2 separate regions of the Mus musculus genome follow, and region 2 is linked to region 1. Evidence: chromatin contacts called from public Hi-C data. All regions are on one chromosome and are shown on one strand. The core of a region is the stretch at or near the end of the contact, and the rest is flanking DNA. Distances in the headings are between cores, read along the strand shown. Region 1 has its middle 120 kb from the start of Gm31715. Region 2 overlaps Zswim6 (zinc finger SWIM-type containing 6).

Region 1 (3,625 bases), core at 387-2,886:
ATCCACATCGTTGGTTGAAGGAAAGGAATGGGCTCCTGCAGGTCAACCTGTGACTCCCACACCTACACATGTCATGCATTCCTCAATACATATGATTTTTAAAAACCTGGGCATGCATGGTGATCTGCCTATAATCCCTAGCTTAGGAGAAGTAAGGAGATTCCCCAAGATATGCTGGCTAGAGGTGTAGCTAGACCAGTCAAATCCCAAGTTTCTGGTTTAATGAGAGTTTCTGCCTCAGTGAATGAAGGAGAGAACGACTGAGGGGGATGCTCAATGTCAACTCTTGGTCTTCACATGGATGCTATTCTCACATGTGTGACATACCCCCCACACACACACACACACAGAGAGAGAGAGAGAGAGAGAGAGAGAGAGAGAGAGAGAGAGAGATGAGGAAATGGTAGCAGCATGCAGATGTGGGCCTCAGTATTTACAGGTTTTGTACCTGCGTAGTCCATTAAGCACAGACTAAAGATATTGAGAGAAAAAGGTCTAGATGAACCGTGTCCAAGCCCTTTTCATCATTGTCATTATTTCCTAAAGAAAATCATATGCCAACTATCTATATTAGCAGCAATCTAGAGATAGTTTTAAGAACATAGGATGATGTTTGTAGATTATATGCAGATATGTCTTAAGGGACATGTGCATCCATGAGTTTTGGTATTCATGAGCTTCCTGGAACCCATGCCTCAAGATTATTGAGGGAAAAGAGTATTTACATCTCTTATGAGAATTATTGTTTTAAGAAAAGGCAAAAAGCCCCCGCCACAGAACCAAAAACAAAAATAGGAAAAGAAAAAAGAGGTAGTTGCTGGTACGTGAACTCTAGAGAGAGACTCTTTTCTAAGAAGGTAGACATTCTAAGACTCACTGTATCTGAAGAAAAATATAGATATAGGTTACCATATATTCAGAGTTTTCGCCAAAAGGCTGAGGCCAGCTTATAGATCTCGGGCTCATTTTATCAAGAGCAAAACTACCTTACATGCCCTGTGTCTTTAAGCAGAGCTGCCAGGGTGGAGGAGGCCCAGGAACACTCCTTTTTTTTTTCTGCCAAGTTAGCAAGCTTTGATTCAAGAGACCATACCATCCCAGAACTGGCCAGTCATAGCATCCTAACCTCTCATTAAACCAACTGTGGAGTCTGAGGCTTAGCAGAGTTAGACTTGAAACTTTGCTCTCAGAATTCTACTGGGTAAGGATTTAGAACGTGGCTTTGGGACCTAAAAATACCTCTGAGTGGAATTATGCCATAGTTTATTAGTTGCATAACCCCCAAGGCAAGTTATCCTTGGTTTTCACATCAGCTGAATGACAGAACTCTACACTATTTCAACAAATAAGCATTGGAATGAGGCATTTTCTTCTACAATTGTAAAATTAAACCAAGAGAAGACAAGTGCTTCGTCCAGTGATGGGTATTAGGGTAAGCACTGATTCACGTTGGCCATTTGCATGCATAGAAATGAAATGTTATAAACTTGCATGTACAGAAAAATTCTAAAAATGTTATGGATACTTCTACAAATGGGATATAATAAACACCAGAGAAAGCACACAGGCCACAATGTTTAGTCTAAGTCTTGCTAAGCGTGTAACTAGCTGTAGTCACTGTGCTCATAGACTCTTACTCATGGTTGACTCAAGTCTAAGGCCTTTTTCCAAGGCCTGTTTGGCCTGCCCATGTGCAATGGTTATCTTCTCTATGAAAACTTCAGAGTCACCTCCCTCCCACATGGACGCAGGATACCCCTGTTCTCTCTTGCTCTTTGAAGCTAGCCAGGAGTTTAAATTTGCTGGTTGTGGCTACGGGTTGCCAGGAACAAAAACCAATCGTCTTTCAATGGCTTCAGAATTGCCTGACAGGAACAGAATGAGTGCAACAAAGCTGTGGACCCGGGCAGAAAGGCTGAGGGACAGGAAAGGAAAGCTATCTTTGCCAGCTCTTCCCAGAGCTATAAATGTACTCACTTTCAGCGGGCTGGCCAGACGCTGCCTCTGCTTCTTTGGGTAGGTGTCCTCCTTTCTTGTTGCCCCATATTCTGCTTCTTGACATTATCACAGATTCTGTTTGTAGTAGTCCAAGTAGCTTAGGATGTTTGTTCTCTCCCTTGGGAACCCAATTCCCCCCTTTGAAAAAAGAAATTTCCCAGTCACCACTTTGCTTAAACCATGTTTCCAATGTTAGTTTTCTTCTCGCTGGAGATGAGCAAGGCAGGGCAGAATTAAAACCCAAAGAACAGCATAAGTTAATTGGAGTCTGAAAAGATCAGGATACTCAAAGCTCAGCTTGATAAAACCCCATAGGGTTTGGAAATGAGTCTTATGGGATCCAAAAAATAAAATAAATAAAATTTAAAAACCTGTTTCCTATTGCCCCAGGGATCCACTTACCAACTTTCTATAGTAATCTTTGAACTTCTGAACTACAATCAAAGGCTTAGTTTAAATAAACAATATATTTATGCTTCTACTTTACATATACTGCTGAAAAAGTGGCTGAGATGCAAAATAAAAGTTTTATAATCTTCTTAGTTATATAAACTGTACTATAGTGGAAAATATTGTGCCAAGATGCCTGACTTTTTTTGGCTATAACTGACATATACATAATTTTATCTTTCTCAGTTAAACACACACACAAACACACACACACAGTGTAAGCTAATGTACCCTCTAAAGTGGAAACTTAAGGGTTCTTTGGAGAGTCAGTTGTGTTGGATGATGTTCTGCTAGGGCAAATGTGAAGGTGTGCTTTCCTGAAGCAGAAACAGGTGAAAGGATGTTCTTCTAAAGCAAGCACATGAAAAGACACATGATGAAGAATTCTTTGATAACAACAGGCATGTAGTGGTCCACCTTATATTGCATAGTTGAGCTCCATTTGTTGGGACTCCATAGAGAGAAACACACAAAAACAAAAACAAAACTGGTGGTATGCTTGCAGCATCTTGCTGCTTCCTTGGACTTGGGCCAAGTGGCAAAGTGATGTCAGCTGAGACAGACTCTCGTGGAGTTTTGCTAAGACAGACACACATGCTGAGGCAAGACATGTGATGAGGTAAGACCCATTAAGGACACATGGTGCTTGGAGGGATTATAAATAGGACTCAAGGGACTGTGAGAGAGGCTTATTGGTAGATCTTGCTGTACAATGCTTCTTGGTCTCTCGTCTTCACTGATCTTTACTTCGCTGAGAGAGGCATGGCAGTGAACTTCTAGTGTTCCTGCTGGTCCCAATGTCTCCTGCTGAGTCATGCAGATTCAGCTGAGGCCTGCCTGTTCCTCCTAGGTCATACTGCTATCCTAACACCACTGAACTGGACCGCTGGTCCAGGAAGTGTCTGCAAGTGGATCAAGCTGCCACTGCTGACCTGTGAACTGAACTGCTGATTTCCTGCCACCACAGATGGGATCTGCTCCAAAGAACTATTTCTAAACAGGTCCACTTCGCCCATATCCTAGTAACTTTCTTTTCCACTACCCATGGTGGGTGGTTGGCTAGAAAGGAGGTTAAAGCAATTAAGAACCATCATTAAAAGTAGGCTTTGAAAAAATTAAAGTTATAACCCTCTCTATAGTTTTTCTTTTCGTTTTCAAAATTTGCTCCTAGAATGAG
Region 2 (3,625 bases), core at 470-2,969, 500 kb after region 1:
TTGTGCAGACATCTGGCCTCTTTTGTCTCTAGTGATTCCTAGGACCACCTTACTTCATTTACCCACCTGACCTGTAAGACAACCTTACATAGACAATGATCTGGGACTTTGTTTTGACAGAAAACTCTGATTGCTGAAAGTCCAAGCCCTGTTAAAGGCACCTGAATAACTGAAGCTCTCAGTACCTTTCACTGATAAATACTTTATGAAGTCTTTGTCCTCACTTGAAGAAGAGGAGGAGGAGGAGGAGGAGGAGGAGGAGGAAGAGGAAGAGGAAGAAGAAGGAAGAAGAAGGAAGAAGGAAGAAGGAAGAAGGAAGAAGGAAGAAAGAAGAAGAAGAAGAAGAAGAAGAAGAAGAAGAAGAAGAAGAAGAAGAAGAAGAAGAAGCAGCAGCAGCAGCAGCAGCAGCAGCAGAAGCAGCAGCAGCAGCAGCAGCAGCAGCAGCCCACCCCCCATACATCCATGTCTTAGTTTTGTTTGTTTGTTTGTTTGTTTGTTTTCGAGACAGGGTTTCTCTGTGTAGCCCTGGCTGTCTTGGAACTTACTCTGTAGACCAGGCTGGCCTCGATCTCAGAAATCCGCCTGCCTCTGCCTCCCGAGTGCTGGGATTAAAGGCGTGCGCCACCACCCGGCAAAGAAGTTTTAAAGAATGGTAACATACACACATCATAACCCTAGCTGACCCAAAAGCAGATACCGAAAGACAGGTTTTTAAAAAACTAGTGATGATGTCTTTAACTGTGACCTTTGTGCAGAAAAGGGGTCTGGAAACTCACATGGCCAATCACAATCATCTTATATTGTTACATACAAGTGCATGTTTTTATCCTAAATATTGCCATAAAACACACACATGCACACTTTGAGAAGAAAACACTCCAATTATTACAATACTGCTATAAAAACTCAGAACACCCTTAAATTCTGTCAGTTTAGCACTGCCCTCAGAAGCCCTTGGGTAATTTGTGACTGACCATTTTGCCTCTGCCAAACTTGCAAAGTCCAAGTTTGTGTGGTGTATTTTTTCTTAGTCTATAAGCCTCTTCACATAATTAAACCCTCGTGACTCACAGGATGGGTGACCACGACGCCTAATGGAATGATCAAGATCACGCAGAAGAAGTTGGATTTTTTTTTTTAAAGAATTACTTATTTACTTATTATGTGAGTACACTGTAGCTGTCTTCAAACACACCAGAAGAGGGCATCAGATCCCATTACTGATGGTTGTGAGCCACCATGTGGTTGCTGGGAGCTGAACTCAGGACCTCTGGAAGAGCAGTCAGTGCTCTTAACTGCTGAGCCATCTCTCTCTAGCTCCAGAAGATGTTTCTTAACAGTCAATTAAAATGAACAGCAGAGGTAACTTCAGCAGCCAATCAAAGCAGCCTTTCTTTGTTAACCTAGTCAAGTCACTGAAGTTTTCCAGGAAGTTCAGTGACCCCTTTTCAGAGCCTTCATCCAGGACTGTCCCAGGTCCACTACCCACACCTCAAGTTGCCTAAACACCCTACACACAAAAATAGCTAATAAATTTGTGATTCTCACTCACATTAACCAAGAGCTAGAAGACGAACAAAACTCTCAGCTATGACTAAGCAAAATGATTTAATTAAGTCAAGAAAAACAAATGTGAACGGTGAAGTTAACTGTTAACAGGCACAGAAAAGGGACAGATTTAAGAGAAAAACAGCTCTAAGCCTAGTAAAGATGCCATCATGGTTAAAGCCAACATTTTTCTTCAAAGGCTAATGTGTCAGCCTCAATAACCCAGAGCTATCGTGTCCAGGATGGTTTTCATGCAGATATTTTCGAATTTGACTCTTTTTCACTTATATTTCCCTATTTTTTGATCTCTGCTTTACACTGCATGAGAGCTTCTTAGATTTCTTTCCTGTGCCAAGTCAAAAATAAAAATGGATTTTAGTAACAAAAGTCAAAGGTCTCAGTATCCAGCAAAAACCACCTTTCTGTTCCTTCATCCGAAAAATCTGCAAGACTTTACAGTCTCTTCCTTTCTCAAAAGAGGGGAAATAGAGTTTGAAATATCCAAGTTAATATGTAAGTTATATTTGGTTTTGTTTAAAATTAAACAGAAGCCGTACCGAACTTACAAAAAAGAAAGTTGTTGTCTTTTACTACAAAGTATCATTATCGACAATCTTAGTATTAAAAACTCCTAACCTGCTCCCTCACCCCAAGGTTTCTGTAACCCTCTCCGGCACCCAAAGCGATCCGACCCTCTCGTTGTCAATCACTTACGGATCCCGCCCTGCCCCGCCCCTCCCCGCCCACTCCAGCAAGCAGAGTCTGAGCACCGCTCTGGCCTGGGGCTGAACCGGTGGCGCTGACGTCAGCTGGCGACCGCGGCCGCATTCCTAAACAGTTCAGACAAACCCAGTGGTGGGAAGCTTCGAAAGCCCTCAGCTGTAGTGAGGGAAGCAAGGGCTTGGCTGGCAGCCAGACTCCTGAGCTCAGCATTTTGTAATGCACTTCCTTTTTACTTAACAGCTTGCATAATGCCCTTAACCCTTTCTTACCTGCATCTCACCTTTAACCCCTTCTTTTCTGGGTCCAAAACATTCCTTGCAACTCAGTCTTCCCATGAGTCTGTAATATGTTCTCACCAAATCACAACTGATTGACTTTTAATACTGCTGAAGACGGAATTTAATTAAACACACATGCTCCCCACTACCTAACTAAAGTACCCAAATTTTGCTTCTGAAAATAACGTTAATTTTTAAGCATAAAAACATTTTATTAATTCTTAAGCCTTTTTTTTCCTAATGATAATAATACTGAAGAATAAACTAGGACCCTGAGCAGGCTATGCATGGGAACGCTATCGCTGAGCTACACTGCAGCACTAAATATTCTAATATTCTCAAGACCCTTCATAATTTATGCTTTCAGAAACTTTTTTGTGTATATATAGAGTAGCTTCAAATAGGTCACACTGCAGAGCAAAGGGCATACAGTGGCAGAATAGCTACCCAGCCCTATCTCTGGCAGCATGGTGCTCAGTAGGGACTAACTCCACAGCTAGACAGCAAGTTTAAGGTCAGCCTGGACTACATTAAACCATCTTTAATTACAACACCTCCATGGAGCATCACTGGATCCCAGGCAACACCTGCACTGGACATTGAGTGTGTGCACACCTCCTTCACAGAGGCTGTCTAGCACCCTCTCGCTGCTGCTACCTGAAGCTGCACATCTTCTCGAGCATCTCTCGAGCTCTGCATTTTGTACTGTGTGTTCCCTTTGTGACACACGACTGCAGAGTCTTTGCTCAGCCGCTGTTACCAAAATTCTTTTTGGAGAACAGATTTCAGTACTTTAATGCACACTGTTCATCCTTGGGATGCAGCAGGGCATGTTTACCCTTTAAGAGCAGATTGCTTCTTTGTAGACGATCCCACCATACCCTTTGTTCAATTTTCTATTGGTCTTTCAGTCTTCCTAATGTGTAGTTGCTTTACTTAAAATTCATTTTTATTTTGTTTTTGTTTTTCAACAGGCTGAAGAGGTGGCTCAGCAGCTAAGCGCACCTGAGCTCTTGGAAGGGGATCGAGGTTTTGTTCTCGGTACCCACAATACAGGCTCACAACTGCCTAAAACT

What was found. Hi-C and Micro-C count contacts between places; a contact is called where the count stands out from the background.
Region 2: a Hi-C map of the C2C12 cell line shows a contact between it and region 1, with 4 times the contacts expected there. The contact joins two enhancer-like sites. A contact is called at or near these places in 1 of 39 promoter capture datasets (cranial neural crest), 1 of 484 Hi-C or Micro-C datasets (the C2C12 cell line), 1 of 115 datasets of contacts at active chromatin or transcription factors (embryonic stem cells) and 1 of 9 other capture datasets (embryonic stem cells).

What each region holds. Positions count from the first base shown.
Region 1 is chr13:107,327,580-107,331,204 of GRCm38.p6, forward strand. No RefSeq gene overlaps it. Among named protein-coding and RNA genes, the nearest start is that of Gm31715, 120 kb to the left of the region's middle. Within about 2 kb of position 1,637, at least 19 of the 459 cell types and tissues checked have an H3K27ac peak or open chromatin away from gene starts, as enhancers often do. A contact at or near this core is called in the C2C12 cell line, where this site is marked.
Region 2 is chr13:107,828,997-107,832,621 of GRCm38.p6, forward strand. The region is part of intron 5 of Zswim6 (zinc finger SWIM-type containing 6); the gene reads right to left. Among named protein-coding and RNA genes, the nearest start is that of Zswim6, 59 kb to the right of the region's middle. Within about 2 kb of position 1,720, at least 110 of the 459 cell types and tissues checked have an H3K27ac peak or open chromatin away from gene starts, as enhancers often do. A contact at or near this core is called in the C2C12 cell line, where this site is marked.